Regions from separate parts of the Hordeum vulgare genome. Here region 1 is linked to region 2. Evidence: chromatin contacts called from public Hi-C data. All regions are on one chromosome and are shown on one strand. The core of a region is the stretch at or near the end of the contact, and the rest is flanking DNA. Distances in the headings are between cores, read along the strand shown. Region 1 holds the start of LOC123397985. Region 2 holds the start of LOC123398078 (protein kinase PINOID-like).

Region 1 (4,576 bases), core at 1,593-4,092, 350 kb after region 2:
AAACATTGCTAGCGCTCAAGATTGTACAACGACAATTCTGCAGTCACACAAGATATTATATTGTTATTTCACCATGTTTTAAAGCATGTATCCTTCCTTGCCTAGCATAGTCCTTGCCAAGATGAAGCATGATGCTTTCTTTGTAAGTGGTGACCTTGTAATTAGTATAATTCTTTTATTTTAATGAGATGGAGGGAAAGGCTGTCGCCTTCGTTTTGAAATGAATATTGTTACTATTTTTGCAGGTCATTTTCCGAGCTACAGGATGGATCCGTATGTGATCCTTACTAAGCATGTGGAAATGCAGGAGCTTATGATGTCTGGTTGCAACCAATGGCAGATGGTAGCATGGGATACATACAACTGGTTTGGATGTGGGTCCAAGTAGGTTGGCATATTTTCCTATTTTCACCGGTTTGTGACTTTTCACATGGTTGATTTGTACTTGTGCACTGGAGATTGATAACTTCTTCTAATAATTGGTGTGTGCATCGAAATGATGCAAACACTAGGGAAAATCCTCCTTTTCTAAAAAAAGACTTACATAGTAGGCATGAGCATATAGAGTTTCGGCCCTCTTGGAAAATTAATATGGCATATCAAATGAAATAGACATACCTCTGTACCATATGCAGTGATCAGCTCAATGCTGAGAACTTCAACCTTGAAAAATGTAGCCCCACTTCCCTTTTTGTCGTCTTTCAGTGGTTCATCACCTGCCGAAATTCCGGGAGCTGTAAGATTAGTCCTATGTTTCAGGAAAGCAAATATGTGATGAATGGAAGGTTCATTTACAGGTTCGTTGCAACAACCATTTAATAAATGCCTGGAAACCATGGTGCTCTCTTCAGCAAACGCAGGTCTCAGCTGACCCTCAACAACAAGGCTTGCAGGTGGTCGGTCCAACCAATCTATACTTGATTTGCTCGCATTCTGACAATAAAAGTTAAGAGCAGAGTGGCTAATAAAGTGATTCAGAAAGGGTGGTACATAAGCTGATGGATGCTAATTGAGTTTCAATAATCTACCTCCACAATCATCCTCGCAAAGTATAGTGGATGACAAGAATTTACAGTTTCAAGGTTGGACCAGTTAGGTGCATCATCATCTTCATCATCATCATCCCCATCTTCTTCATCAACAGCATATATGCCCTCCTACATGTTTTCAGACACACAGCATCAAGGTAAATCACTGAACTATATTGCTGTTGGCCAGTTTCCCAGCTGTGAAGAATTTTACTACCTCCTCATATTCATCATCAGAATCGCCAGAATCATCGTCTTCTTCCTCCTCTTCTTCTTCTTCTTCTTCTTCTTGTGCAAATGAAGTTGATGACGCTGCCGCTAGATCCAAGTCAGCAAAGACATCTGTGTTATCGAGTCCAATGATAACATGCTGCAGATACCAACAACATATTAACTTAAGTGCAGGCACAAGCCACAAGACACAACACTACATAATTGACCTTTTCACGAAGATAACTGGTTTTTTTTCGGGATTGAGAAGTGGAGAATTATATCAGAATTGTTACCCTTCATAAAAATAAATAAAAGAATTGTTACCGCAATCTTGTCGTCTCCCATAATGTTTTCCATGACCGCGTCGTCGTTGTCGACCTCGAAGTAAATATCTGAGTAGATTGCCACACGTACGTAAGCTTAATGGAAGAAAAATGACAGTTGCACAAATTATGGACCCAAGTAACCAGCCGCATATATACCTCCATTCTCGTCGGTCAAGTAGGGGAACTCGGGCAGGATGATCCTCTCGTGCACGCCGTCATCGATGAGCGTGGAGATCATCACCGTTGCATTGTTGTTGACCTGAGCATGCATATTGCACGATTCAGCACTGGAGACTCAATTTTATTGACCGAAAGCAGTAGGATTTTTTTTCTTCCAATTTTTTATTTTCTTTATGGAATTGTTCTCAAGTAGAAAGGAAAACATACCAATCAGGTGGGGAAACACAAATCAACTAAAAGACTATCTAACCCTGAGGTGGGGAAACACAAACCAACTAAAAGACTATCTATTATTCATAGATCAATCTTGTTTATCTGAAGTTAAAGACCGATGGTTCAGTTGTTTATCTGAACAACCAAAGCTGTCATAGCCTGAAATTCAGAGTACGCTTCAAAACAGACAGGGGCAGATAGAATAACTCCCGAGGGTCATTGCATTGCACTGCTGAATACTTCTGACTGACCGTAATAGTCTCCTCGCACTTGACAGAAATGCAGTGCAGAAGACTCTAATGGACGGAGCAAATTTTCTGACCTCCACGATTGTCCGGGCGGATTCGGCGTCGGTGAGGCGCGCGGGCTCGCCGTCGTCGAGCTGAAGCGTCTCGGCGATATCCTCCCAGGGATGGTAACGGCCGCCCCTGCCCGACGGCGGCGGCGGCTCGCCCGGGTGGTCCGGCGTCGCACCGGCACTGCACCGTCCACACAGCCGAATTCAGCGACTGTAGCACTGACAAAGGCACAAAGCACATAGCAGGCGCGCACACATTCATCCGTATCATGTCACATCATATCATACCGGCAATGGCTGCTCCGGCGCGCGTGCGCGCTGTTGCTCCAGGAGGGGCAGTGGCAGCGACAGCGCGAGGAGTGAGGCGGGAGGGCCGAGCCGCCGGGTTTCCTTAGGGAGAAGAGGCTAGCGGGCTGTGGGGGGCGGCGGGGCTGGGAGAAGAAGGGCTGGTCTGGCGCTGCTGCAGCGGCGGCGGCCACCATCAGCATGGTACACCATGGAACGGAGGTGACCGAGCTGAGAAGTCAGCAGGATGGATTTGAGTGCAAGGTGCACTTTCTGGCCCGCCTCTCATTTTCTATCCGAAACTGACCCGAATATAATGCCAGCCAGGGATAATACTCCTGCACAGCGCGGTGCGCAACACCGGACGTCGAGCCGTCCTCGCTTTCGCACAGCACGGACGTGCGACCCAGCGACCGGGTGGACGGCCCATTTCTATCCTGGTTTTGAGAACCTTCTATAGAGTGTTTTTATCCAGTTCTTTATGTCTCTTTTTCCTTTTTCTTTTAGGACCGTGCTACGCGTCGGCCGGAGGATCTTATCCGTCGTCTTGCGAGTCGTCCGATTGTATGAGATGAGACGTTATTTCTTCTTATTTATTTTTTGTAGCAGTGTTTTTTTGCAAACTCTCTTCTTCTCTAACTTTCTGTGACAAGAGTCATGTGACAAAAAAAATCTTTTTTCTATTTTTCTGCAATAAGACCTCTGTTACAAAATCTTCGCTTCTCTAATTTCCTGCAACACGATATCTGTTGCAAACAAAAAACTTTACTTTTCTGTAACAAGACCCTTGATGCAGAACTTCTTCTTCTCTTTCTATAACAAGACCTATGTTGCAAAACCTTCATTGCAATACGACCCAACATCTCCAGCCTCTTTTATGTATTCCTGTAAAAATATTGTTGTTGCGAAAACTTGCAAGAACACCGACTGTTGCAGCGGAGAGAGCAACCCGTTGTCTCTGCAGCACCCGTGTTTTTACGAAGAAGGAAGGACGTCAGTGGCCGCCGCCGATGTGGTTGGGTTGCAGCAACATGCTTGTTTGAGAAGAGGTGGGGATGAGATCCGTGGAAAATAGGCAGGGGATGGTGAGATAGAGGTATGGGTGGTAGGGTCAATGTGAGAACGTGTGGTTGTTCCGGTATGCCTTTCCGAAACAAGTGGCAAGTTGCAAGAACTGGAGTACGAAGTGCTATGCATGTTAAGATGAGATCTGAAAAAGGTTGCCGGTGAAGCTTAGATTCAACGCATGGAGAGGAGATACAAATATATGTGACCATTTTGGTGAAGATTGGGATGAAAGCAAGAAGTGATGCGCTGGTCCATCAAGACATATGTCAAGCGTAGAACGTGACAGATGTGGGAGAAAAGATCCGTCGGTTAACCACTAGCTTTTCCCTTTTTTTTATGAGAAATAATTCTAATCATCCGACCGATAATAATGCATGTGTTCGCCGGTTCTGTAGCCGTCAAACCAGATTTTATTGATGGATCGGGAGCTACACATCATTTAGACTAGTTTTCGCAACCGAGTTGTTGATGCAATTCCCCCACCGTAACTAGTGATGTGTTGCGGGATCTGGATCTAGATCTTCTCGTGCTCTTCCGAGCTTCCAGCCAAGCCGATGCCTCCATGCGCTCCTCCAACCGCCGCCATTGCTGCTCGCCGCCGGCAGCATGTGGATGAGGCCACACATAGCATGCAAACGCCGCCGCCGACAAGCATGTCGATGAGGTCACCTCTCCCGTCTTCATGCGCTCATGACTAGTGGCCATGGCCGCTCGAGCACACACGCCGGAGCTCTTCTCCGACCGCCATTGACGAGCTATGTCGCTCTGTCCTCATGCTCCTCCCTCTTCTCTCCTTCATCCATACGAGGTGCTGGAATCTGAGCAGCCGGCGAGACCGCCACTGACGCCAATGAGCACGCGCTCTGCCATCGCGGTCGTCGGCCGCCTCACAACCATCCACCCTCCCTCCTCGTCCCTCTTCTAGATCGACGATGCCCGTTCGTAATGCTACCGGGTGATGAAGA
Region 2 (4,688 bases), core at 1,914-4,413:
TGCGGCTCGGTGCTGGCCCCAATGCTCGTCCGCGCACCGATGTCGCTTATAAAGTGCGACGATTGTCCATTGAAGGTCGTGTACAGCGTCTTTACAACGCTGGAACACCCCGGACGAGTGTTTGTCAAATGCAAAAATGAAGGGGTACTTGCTAGTTTAGCTTCGGTTGCGATTTCGAATTCGGTTTGTTTTGCTTATCAAATATTTATTGTGTAGTATGGATGCAACTTTTGATTTTGAAATGAAAAATACATCGACGTACTGATAGCACGTAATTTAATAGATGCTCGTGCACTTTTTGTTAGAGTAGACGGTAGATGGTGAGAGTAGATATACAGAAGCAATGTATAATTCTTTAGACACGAAGAAAAATGCAACAACGAATGCATCGAGAAGGCTCTAATCCAACTTACGAGAGCAGTTATAAAAATTAGATATATTTTGAAATGCCTTCTTATAGTTTTTGTTTTCCTTGATCTTGCTATTCTAGCCTAGATTTGATAAATATATTTCAATGTATCATAAAATATTTGGTGAAAAAATAAAACAAAAAATATATGCGGACGAAGATGCTGTCCTTGAGCGTCCGACCGATACAAATTCAAATTCAGAAGAGCACGATTTCATTATCATCCTAAACGAACGAAATTCGAATAAAACAGACATTCGGACTGTCGTGTATTGAAGTTGGTAAAAGGATTTTCTAGAGACATGAAAACAGGAGTGCAGGAAAAACTGTGGCCGGATAAGATGCGTGACAAAATACTAACCGGCCATTTGTGGAGAATGCCATGCCCCTGCCCGGCAACCGGAACCACTCCACTACGCCCCAAGTCACTCGGACTCGGACACTCAAGGCCACATCATATGGACGACAGACACGCCCAGAGACAGATGAGAGGAGACAGGAGCAAGGGACAGGTCAACGAGCAATTAATGGGAACCACAGGCCTGTAACCAGACAGCCCCATCACCCATGTGATGCTTGTCTCGATGCTACTTACATCATTAACACACCTACAAAGTAATCAGTGCACTCCCTGATCAATAATCAGCGCCAAATACCCGACATGATTCACTGCACTCCCCACACACGTTTTACCTAATCAGTCTTGCTAAATCTAAATGCTCTGCACTTTGGAGCATGTGTACTACCACGGTGATGAAATCGGTAGAAAATTGAGTGATTGAGCCGTCGGTAGAGCACAAGATATCACTAACACATGGGAGATTAACGGTAAGTACTGAGATGCGTGATTAACAGTTGATTGTACTACAACGGTGCACTGGCAGCTATACTGCTATAGTAGTAGTAGTAGGCTAGGTCAATGCATGCATGCGCTAGCTAGGAGTAATTATCAAGGGGTTAACGTCGGCACGAGATGGCCGGAGGAGAGGTTTGTGTCCAGCCTGCCGGCCGCCGGTGTTGACTCGGGGAGGAGGAGGAGGAGGACGACGTCGGCCGGTCAGAAGAGGTCGAAGCGCTTCGTGTCCGGCTTGCGCGACGCCGGCGTCTTGCATGACTGCGACCGGTGCAGCGGGGCGCTGGGGACGACGGGCGGCCTGGACGACCGGAGCAGCGCCAAGTTGAGGCTCTTGAAGAAGGGGTGCGCCTTCACGTCGGCGGCGCCGTGGCGGGACCCGAGGCGGGCGGCGGGGTCCTTGGTGAGCAGGCGCGCGATGAGGTCCCGCGCCGCCGCGGTGTCGGCGTGGCAGCCGGCGCCGGAGGAGGTGGGGAAGGTGAGCGGGGCGCGCACGATGTTGCGGAGCGTGTCCTCGTTGGTGGCGCCGGCGAACGGGGTGCGGCCGTGGAGGAGCTCGTAGAGGAACACGCCGTAGGCCCACCAGTCCACGGCGGCTCCGTGCGCGCCCCCGCCGGCCACCTCCGGGGCGACGTACTCGTGCGTGCCGACGAACGAGCACGACCGCGCTGACACAGGCTCCGCCACGAACCGCGGGGGGGACGCCGCGCACCGGCGACGGTGCCTCCGCCGCTTGAAACGTATCGGGAAGCATGACACGTTCTCCGGCACTTCCTCTTCATCGTTGGGGACGGCGGGCTGGAGCGACGGCGACGACGTGGACTCGAGCGACAGGTCGAAGTCGGTGAGCATGATGTGTCCGTCGGCGCGTATCAGCACGTTCTCCGGCTTGAGGTCGCGGTAGACGATGCCCATCATGTGCAGGTACTCGAGCGCCAGGAGCACCTCGGCGGCGTAGAAGCGCGCGGAGGGGAGCGGGAAGCGGCGGGAGGGCATGCGGTGGCGGAGGGAGTGGAGGTCGCCGCCGGGGCAGAACTCCATGACGACGCAGGAGAAGCGCGGGGCGGCGTCGAAGTCGGCGAAGAGCGTGGGGAGGAACGGGTGGTCGAGCAGCCGCAGGATGCGCCTCTCGGCGGCCGCGCGCTCCAGCTTGTGTTTCTTGGCCACGGCGCGGCGGTCCACCACCTTCATCGCGTAGAGGCACGCGGACGCCGAGGTCCGGAGGCGGCAGAGGTAGACCGTGCCGATGTCGCCGCCGCCGACGCGCCGGACCAGCTTGAAGTCCGCGGGGCCGAGCGGCGTCGCCGGGGAGGAGGCCGAGAGCGCGCGGATGGCCGCCCACGCCGCGTCGCTGGACCGGTGCGGCCGGAACGCCACGGACGGGCGCGGGGAGCCGCAGGCGGCGGTAGCCGCAGCCGCCGCCGCCATGGCGGCCGACGGGGTGCAGTCGAAGGAGAGCCGCGAGAGGCTGGAGCACCGCGCGACGCTGCCGGCGCTGCTGGCCGAGCTCAGGCTCGAGTTGGGCGCCCCCGTCGACGACGCCGTCTCCAGGTCCGACAACCCCTCCTCCGCCACCACCGGCATCCCCTCCGCCTCCCCCTCCTCCTCCCTCGCCGGCGGCTTTCTGAGAAGCGGAGCACGCGCTGCAGCCACCATGAAAGCACGAACGCTGCAGCGACCTCTCTCCTCACGCACAGGCACAGTGACACGACGACAGAAGCTTCTTCTGCTCTTCACTTCACTCTGCTAGTGCGCGGGCGCTGCTGGACTCCCTTGGACGGTTGCTGGGGGGGAAGTCTCCGGGCGTTTTATACCAACGGCGACGAGCGCGCGCGGGCCCGCAGGTCAGCGCCAAACACACGATACGATCCTGCTCGCACGGCACGGTGGTCTGCCACGTCAGCGTACCATGGCCCATTGTTGCCAGATGGAGCGAGACAGCCACCCACTGTACGCTGGACGTGGCTCGCTCACTCCTACTCGTATATGGACATACGATTTACTTATGGAAAAATCTAACTAACGGCGCCGCATCTAGGCAGCACCGTCCGGCCGCTGAGCAAGCATACAATACGATTCTCATCGTAATGCATGCGTGCATGCATGCAATGATTCATCTCTAAATAATCAAAATTCAAAAACTTTTATCTCTTAAATCGTTAATTCGATCGATGATCCGTTTTTGCCGGTGACTTTGTTTCGACGAAATCTTCAAAACTAGATCCCATATTGATATGTTTCGACAACTTTATTTTTACTCGTACTTACCACATTTGTTTCACTTATTTGTCATATTAATAAGTACTTACTTCTTTGATAAAAAATAAATTAATCGTCATATTTTTTTAAAAATTGCATATAAATATGATATCTCGACATAATCATACTAACAAACACAAACAACTTTTTATAGGCGATTACACGCGAAAATATGACAACTCAACATATTTAAAATCGATGACCATAAGAAATCTTTTTTGATCATCGTTTGTAATATGTCAACTCGGCATTGTTAAACTAACAAGCACACAAAATAGTTTTCTGACAAAGTTGTATGTAAATACGACATGTTAGCATATTTAAATTGACAAACACAACCTATTACATGCTTTTTTATATCATTCATAATATAAACTGCTACAAGGCTTTATACGAAACAATATTAAAAAGTGGCAATTAAGTTATTTTTCTCACACAAGTGGTTAATAATATGGCAAGTGAGGTCAAAAAATGTGGCAAGTATGAACCGGAAAAATAATTGGCAGAACATGTCGACATGAGATCTAGTTTCGAAGAACTCGTCGCAAGAAAGTCAATGGTGAAAACAGATCATCGATTGACTTTACGGTTTTGTAGATAAAACTTTTTGAATTTCAAACATCAAAGAGAATTGTTGCGTTGTATGCTTTTTTCTTGGGCTGCCAGCCTGCCATTGCATGTTGCTCTTTTTATACTTCTTGCAATGAATGCGTGCACATAATTTATGTTCATGCATGTGGCTACTTTTCATGACAATTAAGCATGCATGTGGCTACTTTTCATGGCAATTAAGCATGCATGTGGCTACTTTTCATGGCAATTAAGCATGCATGTGGCTACTTTTTATGGCAATTAAGTATGCACGTGGCTACTTTTCATGGCAATTTGCCAATTAGCAGACGTGGTACAACCGTCGCACCGAAAGACATCAGTGCGGCGCCGCTGTGTAGTCCTGTTCTTTACTTATTTTGTTTCGTGCGTATTTTTATTTTTAAAAAGACTTATATTTAGGAACGAAGAGAATACGTATTATCTACGTATGTGGAATCGTGGATCCCTCACGGGGTTCATGGGTCCAATTTGCACCGTTGGTGGCACGGCACGACTCCAAGCTTTTGGAGATTGGAAATCAACGTTGTCATCGGGAATAAGCCGTGTCTGTCCCGT

Evidence for each region. A called contact is a pair of places that touch in the nucleus more often than the background predicts.
Region 1: a Hi-C map of seedling shows a contact between it and region 2, with 2.0 times the contacts expected there. The contact joins the promoter of LOC123397985 here to the promoter of LOC123398078 in region 2. A contact is called at or near these places in 2 of 6 Hi-C or Micro-C datasets (leaf and seedling).

What each region holds. Positions count from the first base shown.
Region 1 is chr5H:19,945,359-19,949,934 of MorexV3_pseudomolecules_assembly, forward strand. LOC123397985 reads right to left here and starts at 2,843. Exons shown (of 10, transcript XM_045092493.1): 1 at 2,547-2,843; 2 at 2,283-2,439; 3 at 1,724-1,826; 4 at 1,566-1,633; 5 at 1,246-1,398; 6 at 1,029-1,157; 7 at 619-933. The coding sequence starts at 2,746.
Region 2 is chr5H:19,599,080-19,603,767 of MorexV3_pseudomolecules_assembly, forward strand. It overlaps LOC123398078 (protein kinase PINOID-like), which reads right to left and starts at 3,164. Exons shown (of 1, transcript XM_045092584.1): 1 at 1,232-3,164. The coding sequence starts at 2,918. The coding sequence ends at 1,467.